2 separate regions of the Macaca mulatta genome follow, and region 2 is linked to region 1. Evidence: chromatin contacts called from public Hi-C data. All regions are on one chromosome and are shown on one strand. The core of a region is the stretch at or near the end of the contact, and the rest is flanking DNA. Distances in the headings are between cores, read along the strand shown. Region 1 holds the start of METTL21A (methyltransferase 21A, HSPA lysine). Region 2 holds the start of CCNYL1 (cyclin Y like 1).

The links. A called contact is a pair of places that touch in the nucleus more often than the background predicts.
Region 2: a Hi-C map of fetal cortex germinal zone shows a contact between it and region 1, with 4 times the contacts expected there. The contact joins the promoter of CCNYL1 here to the promoter of METTL21A in region 1. A contact is called at or near these places in 3 of 14 Hi-C or Micro-C datasets (blood, fetal cortex germinal zone and fetal cortical plate).

The regions. Positions count from the first base shown.
Region 1 is chr12:112,891,574-112,895,516 of T2T-MMU8v2.0, reverse strand. It overlaps METTL21A (methyltransferase 21A, HSPA lysine), which reads left to right and starts at 1,884. Exons shown (of 4, transcript NM_001194117.3): 1 at 1,884-1,959; 2 at 2,814-2,989. The coding sequence starts at 2,843.
Region 2 is chr12:112,967,886-112,971,828 of T2T-MMU8v2.0, reverse strand. CCNYL1 (cyclin Y like 1) reads right to left here and starts at 1,698. Exons shown (of 10, transcript XM_015110808.3): 1 at 1,216-1,698. The coding sequence starts at 1,435.

The DNA of each region.
Region 1 (3,943 bases), core at 635-3,134:
AGTTAAAGTGAAAGCTGAGAGGCAAGCGCAGGAGGTAAGAGAGAAAGTAAATACTAAGAGAGAAAGCGAGAGGACCAAAAAAGAAAACGAAAAAGGTGAAGACCCTCATTGGTGGTCTTCCAAGTTCCCTTGTTACCCTCGAAGCCGCAGTCCCCAGCCTTCCGATGGAAGATTAATCTGGAGGCCGGGGACGCCGCCTACAGGACGGAAGAGGCCGGGAGAAGGAGGTTCAGGCCCCCGCCAGGCTCCCACCGCGGGCAGCAGACGCGGGCCCCGGGGGAGCTCTTAAAAATATCTGCGCTCCGGGAGGTAGGGGTTGGGGAGGTGGCGGTGGCTCACGCCTGTAATCCCAGCACTTTGGGAGGCCGAGAAGACCGTATCACTGGAGGTCGAGAGTTTGAGGCCCGTCTGGGCAACATGGTGAAACCCCGTCTCTACTAAAAATACAAAAAAAAGCCAATTAGCCGGCCGTGGTGGCGGGCGCCTGTAATCCCAGCTACTTCGGAGGCTGAGGCAGGAGAACTGCTTGAACCCGGGAGGTGGAGGTTTCAGTGAGCCGAGATCGCGCCACTGCACTCCAGCCTGGGCGACAGAGCAAGACTCCGTCTCAAACAAACAAACAAACAAAAAATCCCACAAAAATTTCTGGTGTAGGCCATTTATCCCAGCTACTCGGGAGACTGAGGCAGGAGAATCGCTTGAACCCGGAAGGCGGAGAATGCAGTGAGCCGAGATCGCGCCCTTGCACTCCAGCCTGGGCGACAGAGACTCCGTCTCAAAAACAAACAAACAAACAAACAAAAAATCAGCGCTCGGGGCCCCCTTCCATGGCCGGCTCTCGGGGCCGGGTCGCGGGTAAGGGAGTTTACCCTAGCTCGCTCTAATGTGCAGCCGCGCTGAGTGCGGCGGGCGACGTGGGGCGAGGGGGCCCTGGAGGAAAAGGAAGCCTGCCTCGGGAGGATGCCGGCCCCCGCGCGGTCCCACTCAAGGGGACCCACTTCAGCCGCGCTCTCTGCCAGGGCCTGCGGCCAGGGTGCCAGGCCCTAGACACCTTCCACGTCCAGCGTGGGTCGTCACGGGTAGGTGCGCCTCGGCATCGGGAGGAGGGAGACGGGGGCACTGGAGTCTGCAGCGCCGCCCGGGGCAGGGGCTGAGACCGAGCGCGCGCCAGGGGCAGGGGCTGGGACCGAGCGCGCGCCCGCAGCTCCGCGCTCCCGACTGCAGCCGGAGCCCGCCGCGTCCCCCGACCCATTTAAAAAACTTAACACTCGGGCGCCCACGTGTTCACTTCCCCCACCGCGCTTTAGTTGAGAAGGGTTTTGTGACTTTTCCACTCGACTGCCGCCAAGCGGGCTATTACGCCGCTTCGGACCCCATAGTGGAGACGCGGGGACCAGAGTGACCACGCATTCTTCGGAGGTAGCTTTCTTCATCACCCGCTAACCCGCCACCTTTAAAAAACAGGCACAAGGCGCAAGCGAGAAAGTCAGAGGCAGAGAGCGGCGGAGCACATGCTAGAAAGGTAACGAGCACATTCAGCGCCAGGTAGGTGGCTTTTCCCTCCGGCTGGGAGAGCCCGGGGCACCCCACGCTCTCCCTGCGCACCCGCGGCTGCTCGGCACCCCGGTCTCGCTCTCGCTCCTGCCCCCACAGCGCTTCCCTCGGCGGCCGGGGAAACGGATTAGGTCGTCCGTGTACTTGGGGATGCACGCGGGAAAACCCCGGTCCCCCCTCCCCGCAACGTCACTCCTCCTCCGCGCCACGGCCCGGCTCCGCCCTAGGCTCCGGGGACACCTGCAGGGGGCGGGGTGCCGGGAGACCGGAAACGCGTGGCTCCGGGCCGGGGCGGCCAGCCTCCGCCTCCACCTCGCGGGCTCTTTAAGGCCGGCGGTTTCCGCAGCCAGCCCGGGGCGGGGAAAGCTGAGCGCGCGGGCCCCACTCGGGGCCGCCTCCCGAGCCGTAAGTACCGGCGTGGCGACGCCTCCGCCCGGCCTGGGCGAGTCCTGGGCGCTCCGCCGGGAAGCTCACGGCGCCCCGCATGGCCGGGGGGTCCTGAGAGGCCCTGTGCCCCCCTCGCCTGGTCTCCCTCTCACCCCTGAGGGGATGCCGCAGCTCCGGGGCCCGCGGGCAGGAAGGGCGCACTGGTCGGCCCGGGAGAGGGGTGAGTGGGGGGCAGCTCTAGGGGGACCTCGGGGAGGCCTCCGAGCTCCTGCTGTCCCCGTGAGCCACTCGGAGGCCCCCAGTGTCGCTCCAGTCCCGGGAGGACGGAACTGCGGCGACCGTATATTTCTGGCTTATCAAAACGCTAACACCCAGTTTAAGGGCAGGTTCGGTCCCATTGTTATCACTATTGAAGCAGCCGATGGAGGAGGGGAGGTAGGTGGCGAAACCGTAACAAAAGAACCCGGGCCGCCCGGCTGGCTGCAGCTGCAGTCCCGACTCCCGGGTCTGGATTGGAAGCGCTGCTTTCTCCGCTTCCCTGGGGCCCTGGGCGGTCACCGCCAGTTCCACCGCCTGTGCAGCTCTGAATTCACGGAGTGGTAGCAGTGCAATGTGTAGGGTATTCTGCGGAAGTTGGAATGTTCTGGGCTTTTTTTTTTTTCCTTTCCCGAAGACATCCGTTGACACAAATGCCGAGCCAAATCTCACTCAGGTTCGAAAGAGCCATGCAAAAGAAATTGGACAAAGGCTTCCTTCACCTGTTTTTTTTTTTTCTTTTGAACTTGTAAAACAACCGTAAAAGCATTTGGAGTTAGTTAAGAGATAATGTATCTTTTGGCCAGAGCGTCACCCAGGATTCTTTTGCACGACAGGTCTGAGCAGAGGGCAGGGTGCAGGCGGAATGGCCCTGGTGCCCTATGAGGAGACCACGGAATTGGGGCTGCAGAAATTCCACAAGCCTCTTGCAACCTTTTCCTTTGCAAACCACACGATCCAGATCCGGCAGGACTGGAGACACCTGGGAGTCGCAGCGGTGGTTTGGGATGCGGTAAGTAAGCCCTGTGGGACCTCTGAAAACGTCCACACTTGCTTGTAAGACTGACTTTTAAAATTATTTTTAAAACAGCCTTATTGAGATGTAATTCACATACCATACACTTCACCTTTTTTTTTTTTTTTTTTTTTGAGACAGAGTCTGGAGTCTCGCTCTGTCGCCCAGGCTGGAGTGCAGTGGCGCGATCTTGGCTCACTGCAAGCTCCGCCTTCCGGGTTCATGCCATTCTCTTGCCTCAGTCTCCTGAGTAGCTGGGACTACAGGCGCCCGCCACCACGCCAGGCTAATTTTTTGTATTTTTTTTTTTTTTAGTAGAGATAGGATTTCACCGTGTTGGCCAAGATGGTCTCGATCTTTTGACCTCGTGATCCGCCCGCCTCGGCCTCCCAAAGTGCTGGGATTACAGGCGTGAGCCACCGCGCCCGGCCAGCTTCACCTGTTTAAAGTGCACAATTCAGTGCGGTTTTAAAAATTTAGCATATTCCCAGAGTAGTGCAACTATCACCGCTTCAATTTTAAAACAGTTTTACTATGACTGCCATTCCAAACCGGTATCCCTTACGTCACTCCTCTTGTCCCCCCACATAGATTACATTTTTAAGGTGAGTAAATGAAAGCTGAGGAAAGTTAATGACTTGCCAGTAATTACCCACTGGGTAAGAGAAGATCGGAAGGAAAGCTCCCAACTGCTTTGGACACGAATTATCTCTCTCTCTCTCTCTCTCTTTTTTTTTTTGAGACGTAATCTCTCTGTGTTGCCCAGGTTGGAGTGTAGTGGCGCAATCCCGGCTCACAGCAGCCTCCCCTTTCTGGGGTCAAGTGATTCTCACACCTCAGCCTCTGGAGTAGCTGGGGCTACAGGTATGCGCCACCACACCCGGCTAATTTTTGTATTTTTTGGTAGAGATGGGGTTTCGACGTGTTGGCCAGGCTGGTCTGGAACTCCTG
Region 2 (3,943 bases), core at 449-2,948, 76 kb before region 1:
AACTTCCAAACCATTACATTATAAATTAAAGTCTAAACTTATATTTTGTCTCTTTTGAAACTTTTAACCACGAACCACCCCACCTCTCTTTTGGAACAAGGAGGTAATGAAGTCTGTTAAGTCACCGGAGAATGGCTGGAGATGTATTTGTCACCGTGGGAATTTTAAAGCAATCAGAACTCGGTGGCTAAACTCTGAGTTAAAAACAACCGCTGGGCGCGGTGGCTCACGCCTGTAATCCCAGCACTTTGGGAGGCCGAGGTGGACGGATCACGAGGTCTGGAGCTCGAGACCAGGCTGACCAACATGGTGAAACCCCGTCTCTACTAAAAATTCAAAAATTAACTGGGCGTGGTGGCGCACGCCTGTAATCTCAAGTTACTCAGGAGGCAGAGGCAGAAGAATCGCTTGAAACCTAGAGGCGGAGGTTGCAGTGAGCAGAGATAGCGCCATTGCACTCCAGCCTGGGCCGGGGACGGAGCGAGATTCCGTCTCAAAAAAGCAACTTTTCTGCACCACTGGTAATAACCTCTCACACCCTTCACAGTTATTTTACTCCCACCCATTTCTTTCTTTCTGTGTTCAAATTATAGTTGGAAGGAATAAAGCAGCTTCTTTCAAGCCGACTTAACCTATTAGGAATATCATATAGTGTCTCCTATGGCAACCTCTATTTTGAGTCTAAATAAGAAATTCCCAAACATCTGGGTCTAAACTGTCGCGGGCATCAGCTACCTTCACGGATGGGAGAAAGGAACAATCAGACCCTTACCTGGTTCCTTCACTTAGGTACCATCTGGATGGGTTGAGGGAATGGGATGAGTACTCCGAAGTTGAGGTATTTGAGTTTCCATTGAGAAAAGGAAAACAATATGCCCCAAAAGTCTTAGCAAAGTCCCACCAGACAATGAACAGAGCTACAAACAAGAAGGGCGGCGGACTAGAGGATCCCAAGCCGGCTTGAGAGAATGGAAAGAGAGAGCAATAACTGGGCGTTAGGGTAAGGAGGAGGGAAAGAAACTGGCCAGACGCAGCAGTGAAAGAATAAAGGGTGGGGACGCGAGGCAGAGCCAGCCTTCGTCCCGGAGCCCAGCCCCGGGAAAACCGGCTACCGGCAGGAAGGAGCCCGAGGCGGCGGATGCCTCCCGGGGGACTCTGGGGGAGGCGGCGGGCAGAGGTGAGCCCGAGGGCGGATGGCATCCGCCGCCTCCTTACCTTCGGGCATCTCGCGGTCGCTGATGTGCTGCAGGTGGTGGCCCTCGCCCTCTCCGAAATCCAACTCGGCAGGCTCCACCGCAGCGGGCGCTACCGCCACCGCGTCCCCGGACGCCGCCTCGTAGATGTCGGACGCGCAGTACAGCTCCGTCGACCCCGCGCGCCGGCCCAGCTTGGGGCTGGCATTGGGGGACACGCAACAGGTCAGCGTGTTCCCCATGGGGCGCCTCCGCTCCTCTCCGCCGCCACCGGCGCCTTCGCTCGCCCCCTACTCCGCCGCCCTCAGCAGCCACCCCCTCCCCCAACAATGGCGCGGCCGGCACCGGCAGCCCCGGGCTACGCCGGGGCTGCACCGCGCAAGCAGGCGCCGCCTCGTCCGCGGTTCGCCCGCCCGCCCCGCGGCCCGGCCCCGGGCAGGGCTCGGGCCTCGGCCGCACCCCCGCCGCCGCGCTGCCGCCGCCTCCCTAGAGCTGACTCGTCTGCGAGGGCGGTGACCAGCCCGGCTTATTTAAAAGGGGTGGGGAACACAACAAGCGCTGTGAGGCGCAGCCACTGCCCAGAGAGAGCGCGGCTGGAGCTCCTCCTCCTTCCGCCGCCGCCTACCGACTGAGGGCCGCTGGCCCTGGCTGGTGCCTGCCAACCGGAACGCGACCTGCGGTCACCTGGTTAAGAGGAACCAATCATGCTCAGAGTTCCCCCTCCGGTGCCCGCCTCGAAGCCTGGCACGTGACCCACTGCCCCGCCCCCGCCTGGCAGCTGCCCCGCCCCTCACGCCGCCAGCCCGGACTCCGATTTTCATTCATCGCTGGCTGCTGGGAGCTTTCCGGTCCTACTGGAAGCGCACGGGCATTTGTAACTGGAAGCTGAGTCAATGATCTCTGTAGAAAGCCGTTATTAGTAAAGAGTGCGTTCCATTAGCAACTCTGTTTTTCCGAGTCTGACAACTTTCGTTTGCTCACTGAACTTGGTTACACCCAAATTGTTAACTGTTCTTGTAACTAAATGCTCCGCTCCTGTCTTCCAATGAGCGTTACTTTTCACCTGCAACGTGATCATGGCAACCCTGGAGCCCTGGTCCTACTCTCCATAAAGAGTTGTGGCTGTGGGTCTTGAATGAGACTCGAGGACACGTCACCCTTCCACTTCCTCGTCCATAAAATAGGGACTTAACTCGTCCCTGCCAACTCTGAAATGCTGGGACTCACCAACTCCCTTTTGTTGCCTGTTTCTCCCCTCTAGGCAGGGACTTCCAGATTTCCCTTCTTGTACTAAAAACAGCACATAAAGCACGATTTTCTCACGCAAAACTGAGAATCATGCAGTCGGGTACCACAGTCTTGATTCCGTGAAGATGAATAGTTACCATTTGGCAAGCACTATGTGCCAGTGTTCCAACTGTGGTGTATTTATTTAACCCTTAAAAACAATCCCGGCCGGGCGCGGTGGCTCAAGCCTGTAATCCCAAAACTTTAGGAGGCCAAGGCGGGCGGATCACGAGGTCAGGAGATCCCGACCATCCTGGCTAACATGGTGAAACCCTGTCTCTACTAAAAATACAAAAAATTAGCCGGGCGTGGTGGCGGGCGCCTGCAGTCTCAGCTACTCGGGAGGCTGAGGCAGGAGAATCGCTTGAACACGGGAGGAAGAGGTTGCAGTGAGCCAGATCAGGCCACTGCACTCCAGCCTGGGTGACAGAGCAAGACTCCGTCTCAAAGAAAAAAGAAAAGAAAATTGTCTGAAATCCTAGGAATGTCATTAGATACCATTTTGGATGATCTTGTAGACTTGAGACGATGCCTATTTTAAGGTACAAAATAATGCCTGCATTTAACAACAGACACACACAAAAACAGATATCTATGACCCTGAAAATTCAAGAATTTAAAAGTTGCTAACCAGGAAGATATTGGGAAGCATTGTTATGGAAATAGATTTTAAAACATTTTGAATGAAGGGAATATTGGAGAGAATTAAGAAAAAAAATTCTATTCTATAACAGTGGCAAGTCTGGGAGAGCAAAGGGAGGCAAGTAGGAGGAATGTGCTTTGAATTAAGCAAGAGTTTGATTCTGTCAGAGAAGCTGAGACTTTGTATAGGTCCAGAGTTAACTCATACATTCACTATCCATTCAATACCTGAGCTCTTAGCACATGTCACATAATTTTTAAGTGCTGGGGATGTTGCTTTCACCAAGATGAAAAAAGGCTCCTGTTCTTGCAAAACTTCCAGTAGGGAGTCAACAGACAACATTGGCCATCACCTCCACCTTCACGGCCTAGGATGGCTATTGATCTCCAGCTATTGGATCTTCATTTCAGACAGCAGTGTGGAGGAAGGAAAAAAGAAAGAAAAATTTGGGGGGCCGGGCATGGTGGCTCACACCTGAAATCCCAGCACTTTGGGAGACTGAGCGGGGTGGATCATTTGAGGTCAGGAGATCGAGACCAGTCTGGCCAACATGGCAAAACCCTGTCTCTGTTAAAAAAACAACAAAAAAAAGGTGGGGCATGGTGGCTTACACCTGTGATCCCAGCACTTTGGGAGGTCCGAGGCAAGCGGATCATGAGGTCAGGAGTTCAAGACCAGCCTGGCAAACATGGTCAAACCTTGTCTCTGCTAAAAATACAAAAATTAGCTGGGCATGGTGGTGCCTGCCTGTAATCCCAGCTACTCGGGAGGCTAAGGCAGGAGAATTGCTTGAACCAGGACCATGGAGGTGGAGGTTGCA